Regions from separate parts of the Mus musculus genome. Here all the other regions are linked to region 1. Evidence: chromatin contacts called from public HiCAR-type and promoter capture Hi-C data. All regions are on one chromosome and are shown on one strand. Each heading gives the region's core, a stretch centred on a gene start, on an enhancer-like site or on the middle of the called end of the contact. The rest is flanking DNA. Distances are from core to core; before and after follow the strand shown.

Evidence for each region. Promoter capture Hi-C pulls out the DNA fragments that hold promoters and counts their contacts. HiCAR-type assays count read pairs that join an accessible place to other places.
Region 2: a HiCAR-type map of astrocytes shows a contact between it and region 1, with 8 times the contacts expected there. The contact joins the promoter of Dbf4 here to the promoter of Steap1 in region 1. A contact is called at or near these places in 5 of 39 promoter capture datasets (cranial neural crest, frontonasal cranial neural crest, hippocampal neurons and 1 more) and 1 of 115 datasets of contacts at active chromatin or transcription factors (astrocytes).
Region 3: a contact with region 1 is called in a promoter capture Hi-C map of neutrophils, with 8 times the contacts expected there. The contact joins the enhancer-like site here to the promoter of Steap1 in region 1. A contact is called at or near these places in 23 of 39 promoter capture datasets (the 3T3-L1 cell line, 3T3-L1-derived adipocytes, the C10 cell line and 13 more), 6 of 15 datasets of contacts at CTCF or cohesin (embryonic stem cells, hippocampal excitatory neurons, large pre-B cells and 3 more), 190 of 484 Hi-C or Micro-C datasets (the 3T3-L1 cell line, 3T3-L1-derived adipocytes, the 63-12 cell line and 109 more), 8 of 115 datasets of contacts at active chromatin or transcription factors (astrocytes, bone marrow-derived dendritic cells, embryonic stem cells and 4 more) and 2 of 9 other capture datasets (adipose tissue and liver).

Annotation. Positions count from the first base shown.
Region 1 is chr5:5,747,549-5,751,061 of GRCm38.p6, forward strand. It overlaps Steap1 (six transmembrane epithelial antigen of the prostate 1), which reads right to left and starts at 1,769. Exons shown (of 5, transcript NM_027399.3): 1 at 1,699-1,769. It overlaps Gm46900 (atherin-like), which reads left to right. Exons shown (of 2, transcript XM_017321192.2): 2 at 903-2,642. The coding sequence starts at 1,383. The coding sequence ends at 2,066.
Region 2 is chr5:8,421,038-8,424,550 of GRCm38.p6, forward strand. It overlaps Dbf4 (DBF4 zinc finger), which reads right to left and starts at 1,679. Exons shown (of 12, transcript NM_013726.3): 1 at 1,430-1,679; 2 at 184-356. The coding sequence starts at 1,475. It overlaps Slc25a40 (solute carrier family 25, member 40), which reads left to right and starts at 1,801. Exons shown (of 12, transcript NM_178766.5): 1 at 1,801-2,002.
Region 3 is chr5:7,992,237-7,995,749 of GRCm38.p6, forward strand. No RefSeq gene overlaps it. Among named protein-coding and RNA genes, the nearest start is that of Steap4, 34 kb to the left of the region's middle. Within about 2 kb of position 1,730, at least 9 of the 459 cell types and tissues checked have an H3K27ac peak or open chromatin away from gene starts, as enhancers often do. A contact at or near this core is called in hematopoietic stem and progenitor cells and neutrophils, where this site is marked.

The sequences.
Region 1 (3,513 bases), core at 519-3,018:
AGTTCTTACAAGGCCAATATCAAAGAGGAAAAAGAGAAGGAGATTTCAAGGCTGCCCTTGAGGGGCTAACAGTCTGTCTTCAAAATGTATTACCCATGCCATTTTCTGACCTTAACCAGTACTATAAAGTGAGTAGGTTGGTGTTGGGTATCTAGGAATAGGGTAGCATGCACTGTAGTAACAAGTATAAGAAACAGTTTGCTACGTTTAGAGTGTATTTTAAGTTTTGTGATTCACAATGTTTAAGATAGTGAAGCATAAATCTATAGCTGTTCACTGTTAATTCATTAATCACACTGAACAATGATGGCAGACACGGGAAATACAAAGTTAAATGATAAGTCTGTTCTCAAAGAAAGTTTAGGACAGGGAAACGCTCCATTAAGACCTGTGTGGTAATGCCATACATCTTAAAGGATAATAGTGTATAGACAGATGGTGGCTCTGGAAAGGAAGTGGAGAAAACGGATGAGAGCCCCTTTCTTTACCCAGTCCTGTGACCTGCAGTGAGTTGTTGGTGCTTGCTGACATGACAGACAGCCACTGCTGAGAGATTCTGGGTGGAAGGACAGAGTGGCCCAGAGGAGATGCCTAGCCATTTGTTTGCATGGTACCACTCTGAGGAGCATCGCTAAGGAAAAGAGCCAATGCCCGTAAAGGTGATTGTTGACTGTATGCCCAGAAACCAGGAAAACAAACTATCAGCTAAATAAATCATGCCTTCTTCCACCAGACCTTAGCTACACCTATAATTACACTTCTACAGGAGAGGTTTCATCAGGCTGTCCAGCAAACTCAGCAGGAAACAGCATAGTGCAGAGATGTCAAGAACTCCAGGATTTGAACCAACATTCTCCAGCTTTCTTCCCCATTAAATAGTGATTTCTGTTTTCCTGGATTAGGTTGGCTGGCTTGTTGTTCCTGCTAAATATTGACACAGCCCAACAGACTCATGTTTATGGGAAGGAGTTTAGAATCCAAGAAACCCAGTGACTGGAATACATTGTGGGTTGCAGTGCATGTCCCACGAGTCTTTCAAATGTATTTTTTTGCTTTGCCACAGTTAATTATTGGAAGAGGGGAAGGTGTTCTACAGCGGGCTGTTTCTTAAAGCATTGCTTCCCCAAGTGCTTAACATTAATATTAAATACATTCCCTTGATTTTATATCGAGATGTGGATGTATCCCCCACCTCAACGGAACAGCATAACTAAATTTGAAGTGGACTTAAATTCTTGGACTACAAACGTCTGTTAGTTGCTTTCACCAGAGTGCCTTATTTAAAAGCTCTGACTATTTTAAACCCGAATCCTACTCAGATCCCGAAAGAGTAGGACCGGTGTTCCAAAGACTTAAAATGAAAAAAAAAAAAAAAAAATTCCATGAAGAAACCAGCTCAAACAGCAGGACGAGTCATTCATCCAGCGAGGCAAACTTGCGGAAACTGCCAAGTTGGCAAACTTACCGGGGGAACCCAACCTGACTGCAAAGTTGACCTAAGCTCCAGAGCCGGGACCGCGGAGACCTGCTCCCCGCGGGGCTCGCCGAGATCCGCGAGGGGCCGAAGGGGCGCCCCGCTGCCCGGAGCACCACCGCCCGCCCCTGAGACCCGCCTCACCCCTTCCCCGGCCCGCAGCAGATTCCCAAGGCCCGCGGAGGCGGGGAGCAAGCGGCCTGCGAACGAGACTCGGGACTCACCGGCTTCTCCGTGGGACCCGACGGCGAGGCGCTCGCTGCCCGGACGGACTCCCAGTCCCACGCGGAGCCCGAATCTCGCTGCCCAGCACAGCCCGCTCCGCAGACCCCGCCCCTCGGCCGCCGCGCGCACAGCGCCCCCTGCCGGAGACCAGCTCCTGCTCACACCCAGGGGCTTCGCTGCGGCCGCCGTGGGAGGGGCGTCGCCGGGGGCGAATCCTTGGCTGTGCAAGGGGGACCCAGGGTCACCAGCAGGGCTCACTGGAAACCGACTGGGACCTGGTCGAAATCTGCAGTTGTGCATTTCGCCTGTTGCCGGGCGACGCTGTAGTGATCCTGGATCCCACACTTGGAGACCAACTGCTCTGTAGCGATTACGCCGTCCGCGGTGGAGCGCTCTTCCAACAGAGCAGTTTCTCAGACGACTAGCTGTTAGGACAGTCAGAGGATGAATCTGAGTTTGTGAGTGACTTTTACACCGGGTTTATTTGTTTATTGTAGCTATGTGAATGAATATTATGATACACACGTGGAGGTCAGATGATACCTCGGTGTGGTGGTCACAAGAAGCACAGGGTTGAGAGGATTTAAAAATAACCCGTAGCTCTGACGCTAGGGACCACCCTCCGTTCACCACAGAGTTTTGCAGATTCAACTCAGACTCTAGACACTAACGACCAAGGTGGAGCTGCGTCTCCAACCTGAGTGTTGTTTTTAATGTGACCCTGGGTCACAAACTCCTCTTTTTCTGAGATCAGCCTACTTCTGCCTCCCGAGTGCTGGAATTAAAGGGATGATCTGAACTCCACTGTCCTGCGTGTCTTAGTGCTCCGTGGATAATGTTTGGGTTCACTGACTCCCATCAGATAGTGTAAAAGGCCTTTGAAGATTAAATTACCCCGGCCTGACACCTTGTGGCAAAATAGACGCTTGCAGCTTTTATTTCCAAGGAAGAAAATCATTAGACCGAGGGTTAGGGAAACTTCTAGTTAGTGGGCTAAGACTCACAACCACAGGGGTTCTGTTCCCAGCACGCAGTTGTTCTTCAGTTTCCCATTTTCTGGCGTGTATCTTAAGAATAAAGTTGATACACCAGAAGGGTAAATAAATTAGGTCCTATAAATAAGTCTGTACACCCAAACTGCACTCAAATACCTTCATCACGTTTGTTTGTTTGTTTATTTATTTATTGTAGGTATGTGGATGAATGTTACTGCATGCACGTGGAGGTCAGATGATAACTAGGTGTGGCAGTCCCAAGAAGCAAGGGTTGGGAGGATTTCAAAATAAACCTGTATTGTAGCTCCAAGTCCAGAGATTGCCCTCCTCCCACAATGGAGCTCTGCAGGTTCCAACTGTAAGTCACAAGGACACTTTACCAACTGAGCTGGGTCTCCAACCTGAATATTTTTGTAATGTGGTTCCGGGTCAAGGGCTTCCCGGTTTGATGACTCCATGTGCCTTTGAAGGATAATTTCTGGACCCTATAGTGCATCTGACTGCCATTTTAGAAGTAAAGAGAGTAATGTGGTGTGAAAGATAAAGTAGAGAAGATGCAAGTGAGACTGATTATGATGGGAGACCCGGGTAAAGAGAGGCTGAACGTCACCGGCACATTCTGTATCACATGAATGTGGCTAAAGAATTAAAATTAAAAATAGCTAGTAGGGCATACACAGCAGAGGACTGCCTAATCTGGCTGCAATAAGAGAATGCACCTAACCCTTGAGACACTTGAGGCCCCAGAGAATGGGGAGGCCTGGTTGGGTGACTCTGTGTGTGTGTGTGTGTGTGTGTGTGTGTGAGACCCTCTTGGAG
Region 2 (3,513 bases), core at 429-2,928, 2.7 Mb after region 1:
CAGGTGCTAGACCACTGGGTTACACTCCCAGTTCCCAAGTGATTCACTAATAACCAATAGCTCATCAAAGCTGCTACTGCTAAATGGCTGTAATTTCCAAAATGAAATGCCCTGGTAATTTATATTACAGAACGCCAAGTATTACTTTTCTCAACTTCTGGTGGGTGTGCGGTTCTCACTTACCCCTCCGAGTTCCTTTATATCTTTTTGTAGTTTCTCACATATGGTGATAGAAGGCAAGTCAAGGTAAAATATTTTTCCCCAAAGGGGCTTATATTTGGATTTTTCCAGTCTATTATCAGCCTTCAGGGATTTCAAGGATGGTCGATTCTTTTCATTTCTGTCTTGGATGCCACCTGTGATTACAAAAGAATCAGGCAACATTTTATGCAGACAAATTTTTAATTTATTTTACAAAAAATGTTCAACAGCTTTATTGCAGAAAGGAAACATTACTAGTCATAACAAATTAAGTCATTAGAATCTAAATGTTTTCCCTAATATTACCACTTAGGATGAAGGCAAACTGTCCTGTATGGTTTCCACAAAACTCTATACTGGAGAACAAGAGCTGAATCAGCAGAAAATAGTTATTATTTACTCCTGTTCCGTGTATGAAGCAGGAATTCTATAGAGCTGTTCTGGAAAACTTACCTTCTCATGGTGTAAACGTCATGTGGGTAATTAACAGGTCGGTGAAAACCCAACACAGGTGTTTCAAATATTTAAAGCTTATTTACCTAGGTAGCCACACACACTCATCTAGAATAAACAACCTAATTCTTAGGGGTTACTAAATGCTGGCATTTTGGTTTCATAGTTTGTCTAGTACTTAAAAGAACTAGACGAGGGAGTTCATGCACTTTGTTTACATATTAAGAACCTAAGCCCACTAAGGACTATGCCATCCATCTTTTATTTTAAAAGCAGATGAGAATCAAACATCTTCTTTAAACTTTCGAAGACAACCTGCACTTTAGTACTTAGTTACTAGACACACATGCACCTCTTAGGAATTTTCCCTATAATGAAAATTTTTTATATTAAACATTGAGATTGAAATCTGCTTTTGTCTATGAGGTTGAAACACACACACATACACCTCTCCGTCTCCCTCACGAGTGACGGGAACAGTCACAAATGGGCGTGGGCGCCTCCTCCGTGGGGCCGTCGGGGACCCGCGCATTGTCTGAAGCCTGCAGCCCCGGGAATGCCGGGTCGCTCGCGGCCGAGGCGGGGAGAGCATGAGGGGCCCGGCCAGCGTCGGTCCCTCACGGAGACCAACACCGAACGCCTCGCGGGCGCCGAGAACCCACAGAAACGCAAAAGCGGCAAGAGGCCCTCCGCAGGAAGACTCTCTAGAACCCTCCGTGGAACCAGCCAGGCAGGAAACGATTAAAGGGACCGCGGCGGGGGAGGGGCTCCATACCCGGGAGAGGTGCTTTGCTGTGGATCCTCATGGTCTCGAGGTTCATGGCAGCCACCAGGCACCTACATGCTGGGTCCGCACCGGGGGCCGCATGGAACGGCCGCGAACACAAAGCTCCCAGGGCCTCCCCGGCCCCGGCTCCGGCCTCGGCCTCGGCGCCGGGCCGCGCTTGAGGGCCGGTTCCGGCGCGGAGGCTCGGAGCAGGAAGAGGCTGTAGCTCAGACCCGGGAGCCGCGGCGGTTAAAGATTTGAAAACGCGTCACGCGACCGCGGCGCCCAGACGCGCTCCCCGCCCTTCCTACGCCGGGGCCGGCCTCGCGCAGGCTCCACCTGCCCCGCCTCGCGCCCCGCGGGCCCCGCCCCCGGATGCTGACCACGCCCCCGGCGCGCCAGCCCGCGGGGCCTCAGACCCGGCTCTCCCGCGTCCTCCTCGAGTTCCGGCTCCGCTCTGCATACTTGGAGTGTGGGGCAGCCAGGGCGGTGGACGCGGTTAGCCTCGGAGGCTTCACCTCGTGGTCGACATCACCTGCTAGGCTGGCTGAGACCCGGGCCTTGCAGTCGCCTCGCCACCAGGTACTCCAGTTAACCCTGTGTGGGACGCGGGGCCGGCCCTGGGCTCCCGCCGACCTTGCAGACGGGCCGCAAAGGTCCCGGGTGGCCGCGGTGGCGGCGGGGCCGGGGTCCACCCGCCGGATCCGACTCTCGCAGCCCTTTGGGTACTTTGTTCTGTACAGACCTGTTCTTTCTCTCTGTGTGTATAATTGTCCTTTTTGTAGCAATAAAAGAGTGGAAAATGAAGTCTCAGGGTTTTTCATCTGTAAAACGGGAATACGGGATTATGGTCAAGACGAAATTCAGGCGTACGTGATTTGTTTTAATTTTGCTTTGTAAATGAGAAAATGCCTCACAAAACTTGTTTGGAGTATACTTCTGCTCTCACCCATACAGACGTTATGCTTTGTACTGTTCTGCATTTCTTAACTCCTGGCTATAATAGACACTCCTTATAGTATTGATTTTTGATGGAGTACCCTCAAGACAGTCAGTACAAATAAGTATATTCAGGCACAGACAGGTGAATTGTGAGACTATTCGCCAAAGACAACATCAAGTTGGATTAGCATTGCTAAAAGAAATGATTTTGTTTTAAACAGGTTATGGACGGAGGCTGGAGCGACAGTCATCGAACTGTCTATCTGTATTAAACTGCTTTAGACAGTCGGAGCTAATTTGTAATCTCAAGAAATGTCCGGAGGAGGGAGCCAGAAAGGGAAATATGTTGAGACATTGTACTGATGAATTTGAATTAATATACATGTGCTTAACAGACCTTGAGAAGGAGGAGCAAACATTTTTTAAAAATGAGGAGAGGATTCAATTTTCAAAGCGTAAACTACGGAAAGGAAACAGAATTTCCATGTTTGTAAACTGGTTCAAATGTTTGAGAAGCACTAATACAGAGTAGAATTAAAGCCACGAGGGAAGGGGGAATGCCTTGGAGTAGAGCTTGTGAGATGAAGTGGAGAGTCAGGGGATGAGGCAGTGCGAGTGAGGAGAGGGAGAGCAAGCTGAGTTGGAAGAGACTGGGAACAAATCTTAATAATGGTGGGGAGGAATGGAATTTTTTTACAGAATTGGTGGTCCCAGCTTCCCAGCTAATCTAGGAATTGGATAATTCCGAGGCTCCGATTTAGTCTGTGAAGAGAGTACTGGTTCTTAGCTGTTAGGGGGACTAAGGGGAATGCGCTTGGAAGCAGTAAGCCTGGAACTGAAAAATTCTAATTACTGTCATGTTGATGACTTGACTCAGCTTCGTCCCCAACCGAGTTCAAACCGGTTAAAACCTGAACTATAGGCATCTGTGGTGGCTTGGGAGGTGCCACCCACTTCCTTAAGAGTAGTTAGAATGATAATAGAGGTAATTACAATTTGAGTGGTAATCTAGCTAAGTAATAGATAACCTGTGGACCTGACCTCTATGGTGGAGCACACTGAAGAAAGAAATGATGGAGAGGAAGAGGTGGCCGAAGGGAAAGGGGGTTGTTTTCTTTTTCTTAATTTCTTTCTTCCTCTCTCTTCTCTCT
Region 3 (3,513 bases), core at 480-2,979, 2.2 Mb after region 1:
TGTAAATTGACTTGTTAATTATAAGCTTCTAGAGTTTTGATTTACTTTGCTACTAGAATGTGGGACCACTGACCACAGGAGTTTATGGCTGAGAAAAAATTAGCAGCTCCAGAGACAAAGGAACCAGAGCTAGGCAGACCTCTCTCAGTTGCTGAGGAGGGGAGCTGCGGGAGGAGGGCTAGCTAGAGCCAGCTGGGACCACGCTGGGGCTGGGACCGAGAGTTGCCAGCAGTAGCGCAGGAAGCCTGCTAGCCTTTTTTAAATCTTTCCCTCAACAGAGTTGGGTGCATCTTCTCTCACTAAACCAAGACCCAGCAGTCCTCTGCTGTATACGTTGGGGGCTCATCTCAGCTGGAGTATGCTGCCTGGATGGTGGCTCAGTGTCAGAGCAATCTCTGGGGTCCAGGTTAGTTAAGGCTGCTGATCTTCCTATGGGGTAGTCTCCTCCTCAGTTTCTCCTAGCTTTTCCCTAATTTAACCACACAGGTCCCCAACTTTAGTCCATTGGTTGAATATAAATATTTTCATCTGTCTGAGTCAGCTGCTTGTTGGGCCTTTTGGAGGGCAGTCATACTAGGCTCCTGTTTGTAAGCACACAATAGCATCAGTAATAGTGTCAGTCCTTGGGGGCCTCCCCTTGAGCTGGGTCCCAAGTTGAGCCTGTCACTGGACCTCCTTTCCCTCAGTCTCTTTTCCATTTCCATCCCTGCAATTCTTTCAGACAGGAACAATTCTGGGTCAGAGTTTTGACTGTGGGATGGCAACCCCAGCCCTCTACTTGATACCCTGTCTTTCTGCTGGAGGTGAACTTTACACATTCCCTCTCCCCACTGTTTGGCATTTCATCTAAGGTCCCTCCCTTTGAGTCTTGAGAGTCTCTCACCTCCCAGGTCTCTGGTACATTCTAGAGGGCCCCCCTACCTCCTACTTACCAAGTTTTCTGTTTCCATTCTTTCTACTGGCCTTCAGGACTTCAGTTCTGTCTTCCCCTACCCCCTCCCTCGCCCCCAAATACCTGATCATGTTCCCCTCTTCCCCTCCCTGTCCCCTTTCCCACCCAGGTCCCTCACTCCCTCTCCCATCCACCTCCCCCCCCCCCCCTGGTTGCATTTTTCTCCCTCTCAAGGGGGATTGAGACATTCTCACTTGGGCCCCTTGGCTTGTTAACCTTCTTGAGTTCTGTGGGTTGTATCCTGGGAATTCTGTACTTTTTTGGCTAATATCCACTGATTAGTGATTGCATGCCATGCATGTTCTTTTGGGTCTGAGTTACCTCACTCAGGATGGTATTTTTCTAGCTCCGTCCATTTGTCTGCAGAACTTGTGATGTCCTTAAAGAGTTTAACATTTTTAAGTAGTAAGAAAATATGTTCTCAGAATCTTATACCTAGTCTATTCTTCAGACACAAAGACCATAAAGGCCTGAGAACACGTGGAAGCTCAGGACATGCTCCAGTGAGCCTTTCCTGAGTACCTAATAGAAAGCAACCCAGAAGGAGGAAGACTATTGCAAATGCTTCAGGTTACAGTCCTGTGGTGGGCTGTAAAGACCTTCAGTTATGGAGCAAAGGCTAAAGGGTTAAGCAGAGAGACAGAATGCCAGCTCCAGATGTTCCAACGTGTGTGGCTTAGAAATCGCAACGATGGGAAGGGGGAAAGAGCAGAGCCCTGCAAGCCAGTTACATCCTCCCAGCCACACCCTTTGAGGGTGACTGTGCACGAAGGGTGAAGTCAATGGACGACTTGTGAGAGGCTGCCTTGGAGTTCAGTGTGAAGCACACTGGTTTCTGTATGTTACTCTGCTACATAAACAGGTGATTTTTTTTGTAAATGAGATATGAGGAGCTAGATTTGCAACTGACAAAGTAGTCATAGTTGAAGTGTATTTAAGAGTCCAAAGGTTAAGGAGAGAGCTACTCAATAAAACTACGGGGTGGGGCAGAGAAAAGAAGAAGTAACCTTTTTTTCATTTTGGTTTGTTTTTGTTTTTTGTTTGTTTGTTTTCATTTTTGTTTCTGTTTCTGTTTTTGTTTTTGTTTCTCCTTTTCTTGAGACTAGGCTTCTCTGTGTACCCCTGGCTGTCCTAGAACTCTCTCTATAGAAGTAGTAACTATTTTAAGTGCTGGTCATAGCTGATCTCTTGAATTTGGAAGGGCTCTGACATCTTTTCTGATCTTATGTTCTGTATAGTTAAGGTGTGGGCTGATGTTGCATTCTCACAGACACTGGAACGTCATAGTGGAGGTGTCAGGCGTGGAACTGGTTACCAGAAAAGGCATGAAAGAGACCCTGACCAATCAAAACAGCCTTCTTGAGTTCCAGCATTGAAAAGGGACAGTTACATAATCTCCAAGATGTCTCCCGGCCAAAAATTCTATGAAAATTCACCAACGTCAAGGTCCAGTCAATAGTTGGCTTGTTTTATGTAAAAAAAAAAAGGCTATTATTCACCGGGCTTTAGTCTCAGCAAACCTATTCTTCATGAAATCTGGACACAGCACTAGGATATGGAAACACAGCGAGGCCTATGGCTTTCTTTCCCCTGGGTCCTAATCCATATCTGTGTGAAGGATCCTCTTAATGATAGAGAGGAAACAGGTTAAATTTTTCTCCTATTGAACCGCAGTATCTTGGAAAACACCAAGTTTAGACTCCAGGTGAGTGTTCTTTCCCTACAGATGAGGCATCAGGAGTATTCATGATTCAGACAGAAAACTGTACCCAGTGGAAGAATAGTGTCTGTTCCCCAGGGAGAGGGAAAGTGTTAAGGCAACGCTGGTAAGTGGTAGACATTCTAAAGTATGACACTCAGTGGCATAGTCAGTGAAGGGCGTGAGAGGAAGCCACACCTTCCTTCCTTATGCTTATGATTTCTTCAGCTAGCCAGAGTGGTTTTGGGTTCCACATACATTTGGAAGTGTTTTCTCATATTTATATGAAATAAAAACTGTGCTGAATAAGTGCGGTTTCTGGGACAGAACATGTTCTGTCTTGGTTGTTCCAAACCATGCATGTGAGATGTCTCTCCATTTATGTGTGTGTGTGTGTGTGTGTGTGTATCTGTGTAGTGTGTGTGAGTGTGTGTGTGTGTGTGTATCTGTGTAGTGTGTGTGAGTGTGTGTGAGTGTGTATGGGTGTGTGTGGTATGCAAGTGTATATGTGTATGGTATCTGTGTGTGAGAGTATGTATGAGTGTGTATGGTGTCTGAGTGTGTATGTGTTTGTGTTGTCTGTGTGGTGTGTATGTATGTGTATATATGTGAGTGTATGGGTATGGGGTATGTGTATGAGTGTGAGTGTGTGAGTGTTTGTATTTGTGGTGTGTGTAGTATGTGTGATATGTGTGAGTTGCATGTGTTTGTGTGTGGTATGTGTATATATGGGTATGTATATGTATGTGAGTGTGTGTGTTATATGTGAGTATGTGGTATGTGTGAGTATGTGTATATGCGTGGTGTGTGTATGTGTTGTATGTGAGGATACATGTGTGTGTGGTATATGTGTGTATGTATA